Regions from separate parts of the Pan troglodytes genome. Here all the other regions are linked to region 2. The links are chromatin contacts, called in public HiChIP or PLAC-seq maps. All regions are on one chromosome and are shown on one strand. Each heading gives the region's core, a stretch centred on a gene start, on an enhancer-like site or on the middle of the called end of the contact. The rest is flanking DNA. Distances are from core to core; before and after follow the strand shown. Region 1 holds the start of PHLDA1 (pleckstrin homology like domain family A member 1). Region 2 holds the start of KRR1 (KRR1 small subunit processome component homolog). Region 3 holds the start of BBS10 (Bardet-Biedl syndrome 10).

Evidence for each region. HiChIP or PLAC-seq counts read pairs in DNA pulled down with a chosen protein or histone mark.
Region 1: an H3K4me3 HiChIP or PLAC-seq map of stem cell-derived excitatory neurons shows a contact between it and region 2, with 14 times the contacts expected there. The contact joins the promoter of PHLDA1 here to the promoter of KRR1 in region 2. A contact is called at or near these places in 2 of 7 Hi-C or Micro-C datasets (induced pluripotent stem cells and stem cell-derived neural progenitor cells) and 1 of 1 datasets of contacts at active chromatin or transcription factors (stem cell-derived excitatory neurons).
Region 3: a contact with region 2 is called in an H3K4me3 HiChIP or PLAC-seq map of stem cell-derived excitatory neurons, with 16 times the contacts expected there. The contact joins the promoter of BBS10 here to the promoter of KRR1 in region 2. A contact is called at or near these places in 2 of 7 Hi-C or Micro-C datasets (blood and stem cell-derived neural progenitor cells) and 1 of 1 datasets of contacts at active chromatin or transcription factors (stem cell-derived excitatory neurons).

The regions. Positions count from the first base shown.
Region 1 is chr10:82,796,339-82,799,104 of NHGRI_mPanTro3-v2.0_pri, forward strand. It overlaps PHLDA1 (pleckstrin homology like domain family A member 1), which reads right to left and starts at 1,283. Exons shown (of 2, transcript XM_001161528.7): 1 at 1-1,283.
Region 2 is chr10:82,279,012-82,281,711 of NHGRI_mPanTro3-v2.0_pri, forward strand. It overlaps KRR1 (KRR1 small subunit processome component homolog), which reads right to left and starts at 1,259. Exons shown (of 10, transcript XM_003952244.6): 1 at 942-1,259. The coding sequence starts at 1,026.
Region 3 is chr10:83,125,108-83,127,856 of NHGRI_mPanTro3-v2.0_pri, forward strand. BBS10 (Bardet-Biedl syndrome 10) reads right to left here and starts at 1,395. Exons shown (of 2, transcript XM_001161619.7): 1 at 980-1,395; 2 at 1-605. The coding sequence starts at 1,176.

The DNA of each region.
Region 1 (2,766 bases), core at 33-2,532, 520 kb after region 2:
CCAAGGAGCCCTGGCTGCCTGACTACTGCCGACGCTCACAGGGCGCTGCGAGGCCATCCCCCGCGTCCCGCTTCTCCCCGGCCCGCGGGACTCTCTGCTAACAGCCTCAGAAAGTGAGGACGGGGGCGCGGAGGCGGGGGCAGCCTCCAGGCAGTGCTGCCTCTCGGTTCTTGGGAATTAGCCCGGGGGATTCGCGCTGGGCTCCGAGAGCCCGCAGAACCAGCGTCGTGTCCTGGGCGAGCTAGGAGGCCGGGGCCGAGTCCCGCGAGTCCCGCGAGTGTGCCTCCCCCGGACGCCTAGGTAAACAACTGAGCGCACAGAGGCCGAGAGGACATCGTGTCTTCCCACGCATATTCGCTCACGGTCACTAAGTAGCTCTTCTTGGAAAGAGGGCGATTGTTAAAGCAATAGTGCGACTGTCGGGCTTGCCACGGGTGGAGAGAGGTGGACCCACGTCAGGTCGCATCTCGCCTTTTTCTCGACCCCGACCGCAGGCGCTAACCCGTCTTCGGCTTTCTTCTTGACCCGTACGGTGTGCAACGTCTCTTAAAACAGTAACTCAACTCTCTACAAACCGGGGTAATATCCGGTGCTGAGATCCCACACTGCAAGGCGCAGTTCCAAACGTCTGGTCGGCCTCGCAGGTCCCTCTTTCCAAGGCCTAGCCAGATCTTGGTTTTGGAATCTCATTTATCTGTGACCTGGGGAATGCAATACCCCCAGCTCCCTCCTACTCCTACATTTAAACAATGCCTATAGAAGCCGCTTCCTGGGAAGTAAGGCATAACCGAGACCTAGCCTCCCGGTAGGGAAGTTCATCCGTTTAGTAAACAGCCCCAACTACGTGCGGACCCTCACGGGGATACGAAGAATTCAACCAGGGCTGGACAAGTCAGAGTGGGCCAAGGTAAGAGTTAGGGCTGCTACTGTGCCCACGTTGGAACAGATAGATTAGTTCATCTGCTAGTTGTGTGGCAAGAGCAAAGAATTCAAGAGGGGAAGAGAAAGTGAGAGGAGCTTAGAGAGCTAAGCAAGAATCGAATCCTTTGTGTGTCATGGTAAGAAATTCGAACTTAATACCAAGGTAGTCAGAACAAAGGACAACTTTTATACACGAGGGCGTCCTGAATATTCATCTAAGAAACAATGTCTGATCAAACGGGACAATCCAGCCAGCAATCCGGAGTCCCACCGGATTATGCTTGGCCAGCTTTCTAGCCTTCACATTGTTAATTTATTAGCAATCTTTTCAGGAGAAAGGCAATTATTAAAATTATGTGGACTTCTAGTAAAATTATCTCAAAGATTTACAATTATGTATACCAACAACAAAAAAACTACATGTTTTCTGCTCCCCTGCCTTTGTAGGACAAGTGAGCATTCCAGAGAATTTCTCCATGACCAGCTGTTCATTCTTGTAAGAGGATGACATTCTTCAGCTCATCTGGAGAGGATACTTCCTTTAAGTCTGTTATTCACAGTCTCCAAGGGCAGGTGTAGTTGGGAAAGACATTTCATATGGAAAAACAAACTTGATAGGGTAAAAAAAAAAAAAAAATGAGATGTAATCTGGAGCCCCAAGTCATTTTCTTAGGAGAAACTCAAATGTGTTTGGTGTTATCTAACCTTCTGCAGTTTATCAGTCTGAAACAAATGCATTCTATTCTCATTTGAAAATGTCTGAACAGCCACCAATTTTCAAAATCACCCATTTAATTATAACTAGAGACTTTAAAGCCCAGAATTTGCAGTTACGTATTTCAGAATGATTTAGTAATTTTGTGAGCAGCTCAGAGGTTAAGTCTACAATGTCTGACTACGGTGCATTATAGAAAATATCAGTAGTGTAAGGATCCCGTAGATTGGTGATAACTTTGCTCTTAATTTGTTATTTCAACAGTTACCACCAACAGTTGGTGACTTAACAAATTAAAAGCATAGTTGCCATATGCTCATATTTGGCAAATATGTCAAAATGGCCATATTTGCCAATTTTTAAAGACAATAAATTCACAGAAAATGCATTACAGAAAATAACTTAAAAAAAAAAAAAAAAACAACTTTTGGGCCAGGCATGGTGGTTCACACCTGTAATACCAACACTCTAGGGGGCTGAGGTGAGAGGATCCCTTGAGCCCAGGAGTTTGAAACCAACCTGGGCTACATGGCAAGGCCTCCCTCTACAAATGTAAAAAAAAAATTAGCTAGGTGTGGTGGCATGCACCATGTAGTCCCAGCTACTTGGGAGGCTGAGGTGGAGGACTGTTTGAGCCCAGAAGTTCAAGGTTGCAGGAGCTAGGATCGCACCACTATACAAGCCTGGGTGGCAGCAAGACCCTGTTTAAAAAAAAAAAAAAATTCAGCTGTATATGCAATGAAAACCTACAAGTCACTGAAAAGTTACTGAAGTTTAGAAAACTAGCCAACAAAATCATTGCTTTGGTAAACAAATTTGAAATGGCTAATTGAAAGTACATTTTACAGCTGGCAATATAAAGTTATCTATCAGCAGCACTGGACAGTTCATTTTCTTCTCTTGGATAAAGTTTATCACTTGGCTTCATGGACATCACTCAGTTTTCCTTTACATCTCCAGTGTCTCCTCTATGAGGTGCTTTCTCTTCTCTCCAAACTTTTAATGTTGGAATGCCCCAAGTCTTTGTCTTTGGCTCTCTTCTTTATCTACACTCATTCCCTTGTTGATATCCAGTCTCATCACTTTTAATAACATCTATATGCCAGAGTCCCAAATTTATACCCCCAACT
Region 2 (2,700 bases), core at 9-2,508:
AATTAAGCCACTTCATGACTACAAGAAGAGGAACAGAATGCAACACAATTCAGGGTGGTTACGTCTGATACAGGAAAAGAGAATATGATCTGAGAGGTGCACGTAAGGGTTTGAGGGGTATGGTAATGCTCTATTTTACTTAGTCTGAATGCTAGTTTCCCGCATGGTTTTATTAAACTCTATATAAGTTGTATCCTCTGCTATGTACGTTACATAATCATTTAACGAGCAACAACAAAGAAACTTTGAATACTTTCCCAATGCATCTAAATTGAGAGTTCAATGTTTTTAACACTTCCTATAAGCCTGGTTGAACAGATCCCCAGGCTATTTATGACTTCTCTATCATTCACACTGAAGAAAACGGGTAAAACCAGACTACAACGCAGGAGTTAACAATTAAAAGGTAACACAACCTAAAGAGTAAGGGCTGTGTCGTCTAATATTTTAGCATCTGACAAACAGGAATTGATAATCTTTCAAAATGTCTTTACTGACAAACTAGAGCTAAGGACATGTCGGACAGCTCCTTTCCCCATACCTCACCCCATTATCAGGGTCCACTCCTGTATATCATGACTACCTATTCCCACCTCACCCTATTCCTCATTCCGTCAGTGACTTTCAGCCACCCGCAGGCTACAAGGTTCTGCGTCGCCCTAGGCATTTTCTTAATACTCATCCTTTTACAAAAGACGTAATCCGCAACAGCTTCGCTTTGGGGACCCTTTAGCAAAAGCAATGAATTAGGAACACCTGGGTGGCACCATATCGGCCAGCCGTTCCTGTGGGCCCAGCCAAAATCTTATCAGCGATTATTCAGGTACTCAACTACACAGTACAGGCTCCAGGTGGTTTTATAAGTCCACGAGGAACGAAAGAAAAAAACATCGCAACTCAACGTACACAAACCCCAGGCTTCGGTTCCCACATAACATCACCTTGGTTCTCCGGCTTCGGCTTCTGGTTACGATATTCACTTTTTCCAGCCCCTTTTTCTGGCCGCTCCAGCGAGGGAGACGCCATTTGCAAGCTGCTTCCGGTGGCTCCGGAAATGAAACTGTTCTTAAACCCTACCTGCTAAAACGCCTACACTCAAAATGAGTTCCGCGGAACTCAGACGAGGAGATCTGCGCAGTCTCCGTGCGTACGTGCGTTAAAGCCCGCGCTTTTACACAAACCACAGCTTCTCCTACGTGGCCAATGAAGAGCCGGAGACTTTCTCCCAGTATGCCTTGAAACCATGGAGTTTGCGTACTGGGACTTGTAGTTTAGCAGGCGGTATAGGCAAATTGGATACTGTTTTATCCGTAGTTTCCTCGTGGCCTCACGGTCTAACCTGGGCCATCGGACAGCGGAGTGCTACCAACCTGTCATTGATGTCATTCATTCTTTCGATAAATGTTTATATGTTGGCCAAATATGCGCTAGATGTTGGGAGGAAGTACAAATATGAGAATACAATGTACATTGGGCCTCCACTGCAAGAAGTGACAGGAATAGCTACTATTTATTGTGAGACTACTTTGTTTCAGTACTTTATTTACATTATTTCTAATTTTAAAAACAGTGACAAAATTAAACTTTTCCAAGTTGTTTCTGATGGTAATCTTCCCGAGTGTTGGTATTTCTCTGTCTAAGTCAGAGGGATGGTAATTCAACATCCTGACGTTTCTGAAGTATTTCAACTAGCCTAAGATTTCTCAAAATCTCTAAACTAATTTTCTACCCCCAACATTACATAGGGCTAAGATGTGTAGAGAGGTTCATCACTAACTACAAATAACTGCACTTTTAGAAGTATAAAAGGTCTTCGACATGCCAAATACAAGATTTTTTTAAATTTTGATTTTATTGCTTGCATTTCTAAAATTTTCTGCAGCAAATAGGGAAAGTCTTTGATAGGTTAAATTCCTTGCATTAGTGAAATACACGTTTGTCTGATAAATCCACTCTCGTGTATCTTATACAATAATTTAGGTTTTCATATATGAGATCCAGGTATGAAACAGATTGTTACATATGGACAGAAGAACCCACGACAGAGGGGTTTTTTGTTTTTATCCTGTGAGTTTTATAAATGACAGGGATTTTATCTCTGTTCTTTTAATTTCCTCAAAAAATGATAAATTCCTAAAATAGAACAGATAGCAGCAGGTGAAAGTTATAAAGTGAGGAGTACACCTCATGAAGCAGGTTTTTACCATTCTTATTTTAAGTAACTCAATCACTAATAAGTGGAAGGCCCGTCTTCAAGTTCAGGCAGTTTGACCTAGCAGCTTCAGGGGGCTACTATTCATTAGGAACTTCAGATGTGTTAGAGGGCTGATAGGGATTAAGGGGAGGGAATAGTCTAGAAATAATATTTGTGTTAAAGCCCTTTATTTTATAGCAAAATTGTCTACATAGGCTTTTCTTCCCATTTACGTGTGTATTTTTAATCTTAGTATTGCTATTATTTGAGGAATATTGAGAATATGATGGAGATGGGAAAACGAAAACCCACCCATCCTTTTCTTGGCACTATTGAGTCTGTTTGTAAAACCCAACCTTTTAATTACCATACTATGCAGAGCCCACAGTTCACCTGTCCCTTTTTGAAATTTTTACATCTTTTTCCAAATCATTACTGAAAGGGGTGTAAAAACATGGATAATAATTGAGTTCTAAGATTCTCTAACGTCCTCAAGACCTCCTATT
Region 3 (2,749 bases), core at 145-2,644, 850 kb after region 2:
AAAGAGGCTGAATGGTTTCTGTTACTATCACCATTCGCATGTCACCATCTGCTGGGCGGTACACAGAAAAATCTTTCTGAAGCACAAGACCAGCTATGATCCTGGAATCTGAAACAGGAAGGCCAGTGACACCAACATTCAACTCTACAAAATGGTCATCCACTAACTCAAATACACCAATCCCACTTTTACAAGTCATACACTTGAAAAAGTAGTCACACATCAACTGTGAAATAAATTTATGATTATTTCTTCCCACTCTTCCACAAAAGTATGCTTCTAAGAGCAACTCTAAAGAGCTCCTACACAATGTTCTCTCTTTAGCAGACGAAAAGATAGACAAAAAGTGTCTACTTAGGTACTGGTCCATAATACCGTCTAATATTTGTGTCTGAAACGTTAGGAGAGCCTGGGAAATAAATTTCCACCGAGAACAATTTTTCCAATGCCTTCCCTGGGTTTGAATGTTTTCACACATCAAAGGATCCTTTTCTCTGTCTGTGATTGCATGAAGTCCTCTAAGCAAATGGCAAAGAAAGATAATAAATGTTTTTGCACCATCTCCTGTTTTTTTGAGATGACTGGAAACACAGTCCACTATCATCCTGTACAAAAAAGAAATAAAGCAACTCATTTTCAGAAGGCTGGCTTCCCACATCTTAAAACCATGTTTACACAGCCATAAGCATAAAATGAGAATATTGTTCCTTTGACACATCCTTAGTTTTTTCCTTTCTTGGAAAAAACTCTGCTCTATTCCAAGATTCCACCGTTGGGTGGAGTGGGGAGAAGTGGTCTTGGGAATTGGTAAGATTTGGGGTGCAGGAGTGTTCCCTTGGGCAGGGCTCTAATTCCGAGCATACAGCGGTTTCACCCGAGGTCAGTCTTTCTAAGTACGCATCGCCTCAGGATGGGACAAGAGCTCCACAGAGGCTGCCTGGGGTGCCCGGCTACGGGTTAGCGTGTGGGACGCGGGTACCTGGCTATGGGATGCTCTAAGTGTAGCGCCTCCAGGAGGCGGCCTCCATTCCGGCTGAGAAGCACCTCGCCAGTGGGCTTCGTACACAAAACTTGCCGTCCCTCGGGCCCCACGCAGCAGCTCACGATGGCTTCCAGCACCTCGGCCACCTGCAACGCCGCCTTCACAGACCCTGCAGCGGCCATAGAACTTAACATATCTGGGCCGCTTCCCCTTTTTGACCAGCTTGCAGAACACCCGGGACGACCGAAAACAGGGGTGGGAACAGCCGGAAACGGAATAGGCGGGGAGAAAACCCGGAAGCCAGGAGCCGAAGCCGGGGTAGCACGGCTTCTTGGTTGGGCGAGAGGGCTGCCCTTCTGTCCGCTTGGTGGAAAAGCCCTGCAGCTTTGCCAGGTGGGGTGAGCTGGCCCGTTGTACGCGAAGACAGAAAAAACAGACTAGGATTTCCAGCAGCTGTGCCTGGAGAGGCAACCCTAAGCCCCTCCCCGGCTCCCTAGGTGAATTCATCTCCCTCCAGTGGCGTCCGCTGCCCCCAAATCCCTTAGTCTCCCGAGAAACTTTCTTCCTAAGTCAACACGGTAGTGGGGCCTGCGTGAAGGAGAGGGCACCCCGGTTGGAACTCTGCTGGCTTTCATCCCCTGCCAGAAGCTGCTTTTTCCGGGGCAAAACCTCTGCCTTGGATTCACGCATGTTCCTGTCCACATTCTCCACGAGTTGCTCTCCTTACCATAACGGAAATAATTTGTAGATGCAGGACAGGTGAGGAGAGCCTGGCCACAGCCATGAATTGCAGGCTTTAGGTCTGCTGCAGAGGCTTTACCACATTTCCTAGACTCAGGTATCACAATAAAACTCTAGACACCACAAATATATTAAGCAGAAATGATGCGAAGTCTCTATTTATTTTTTGAGATGGACTCTCGCTCTGTCGCCCAGGCTGGAGTGCAGTGGCACAATCTCGGCTGACTGCAACCTCCGCCTCCCGGGCTCAAGCGATTCCCGTGCCTCAGCCTCTCAAGTAGCTGGGATTACAGGCATACGCCACTGTGCCCCGCCAATATTTGTATTTTTAGTAGAGATGGGGATGTCACCATGTTGACCAGGCTGGTCTCGAACTCATGACCTGAATGATCCACCTGCCACGGCCTTTCAGAGTGTTGGGATTACAGGCATGAGCCGCTGTACAGATTTAAATCCATTAATCACGTCGGTGATCAACAGTATGCTTTAAAACACATGGCCAAGGATTATTGTATATAACCCAAAGACAGAAAATACTGTCTAACATTTTTTTCTTTTTTAAGAGATGAAGTTTCACTCTGCCGCCCAGGCTGGAGTGCAGTGGAGAGATCATAGCTTACTGCAGCTCCGCATTCCTGAGCTCGTGATCCTCCTGTCTTAGCCTTCAAGTCGCTTTGTGCCTCACTACGCCTGGTTATTTTCTCTTTTAGTAGAGACAGGGTCTCCCTGTGTTGCCCAGGCTGATCTTGAATTCCTGGCCTCAAGTGATCCTCCCAACTTGGCCTTCCAAAGTTTTAGGATTACAGGCATGAGCCACCTTGCCTGGCCTAAAACACAGGCACTTGAGAGTATGGGCTTTGGATTCAGACCTGGGTTTGCTCTGTCATTTCCTTACCTGTGGCATTCACCAAGTAACCTCTTTGATCTCTGCTTTTCTCATCTTTACAAACAATGGGCCTGCCGCAGTGGCTCATGGCTGTAATTCCAGGACTTTGGGAGGCCGAGGTGGGAGATCACAGGAGGCCG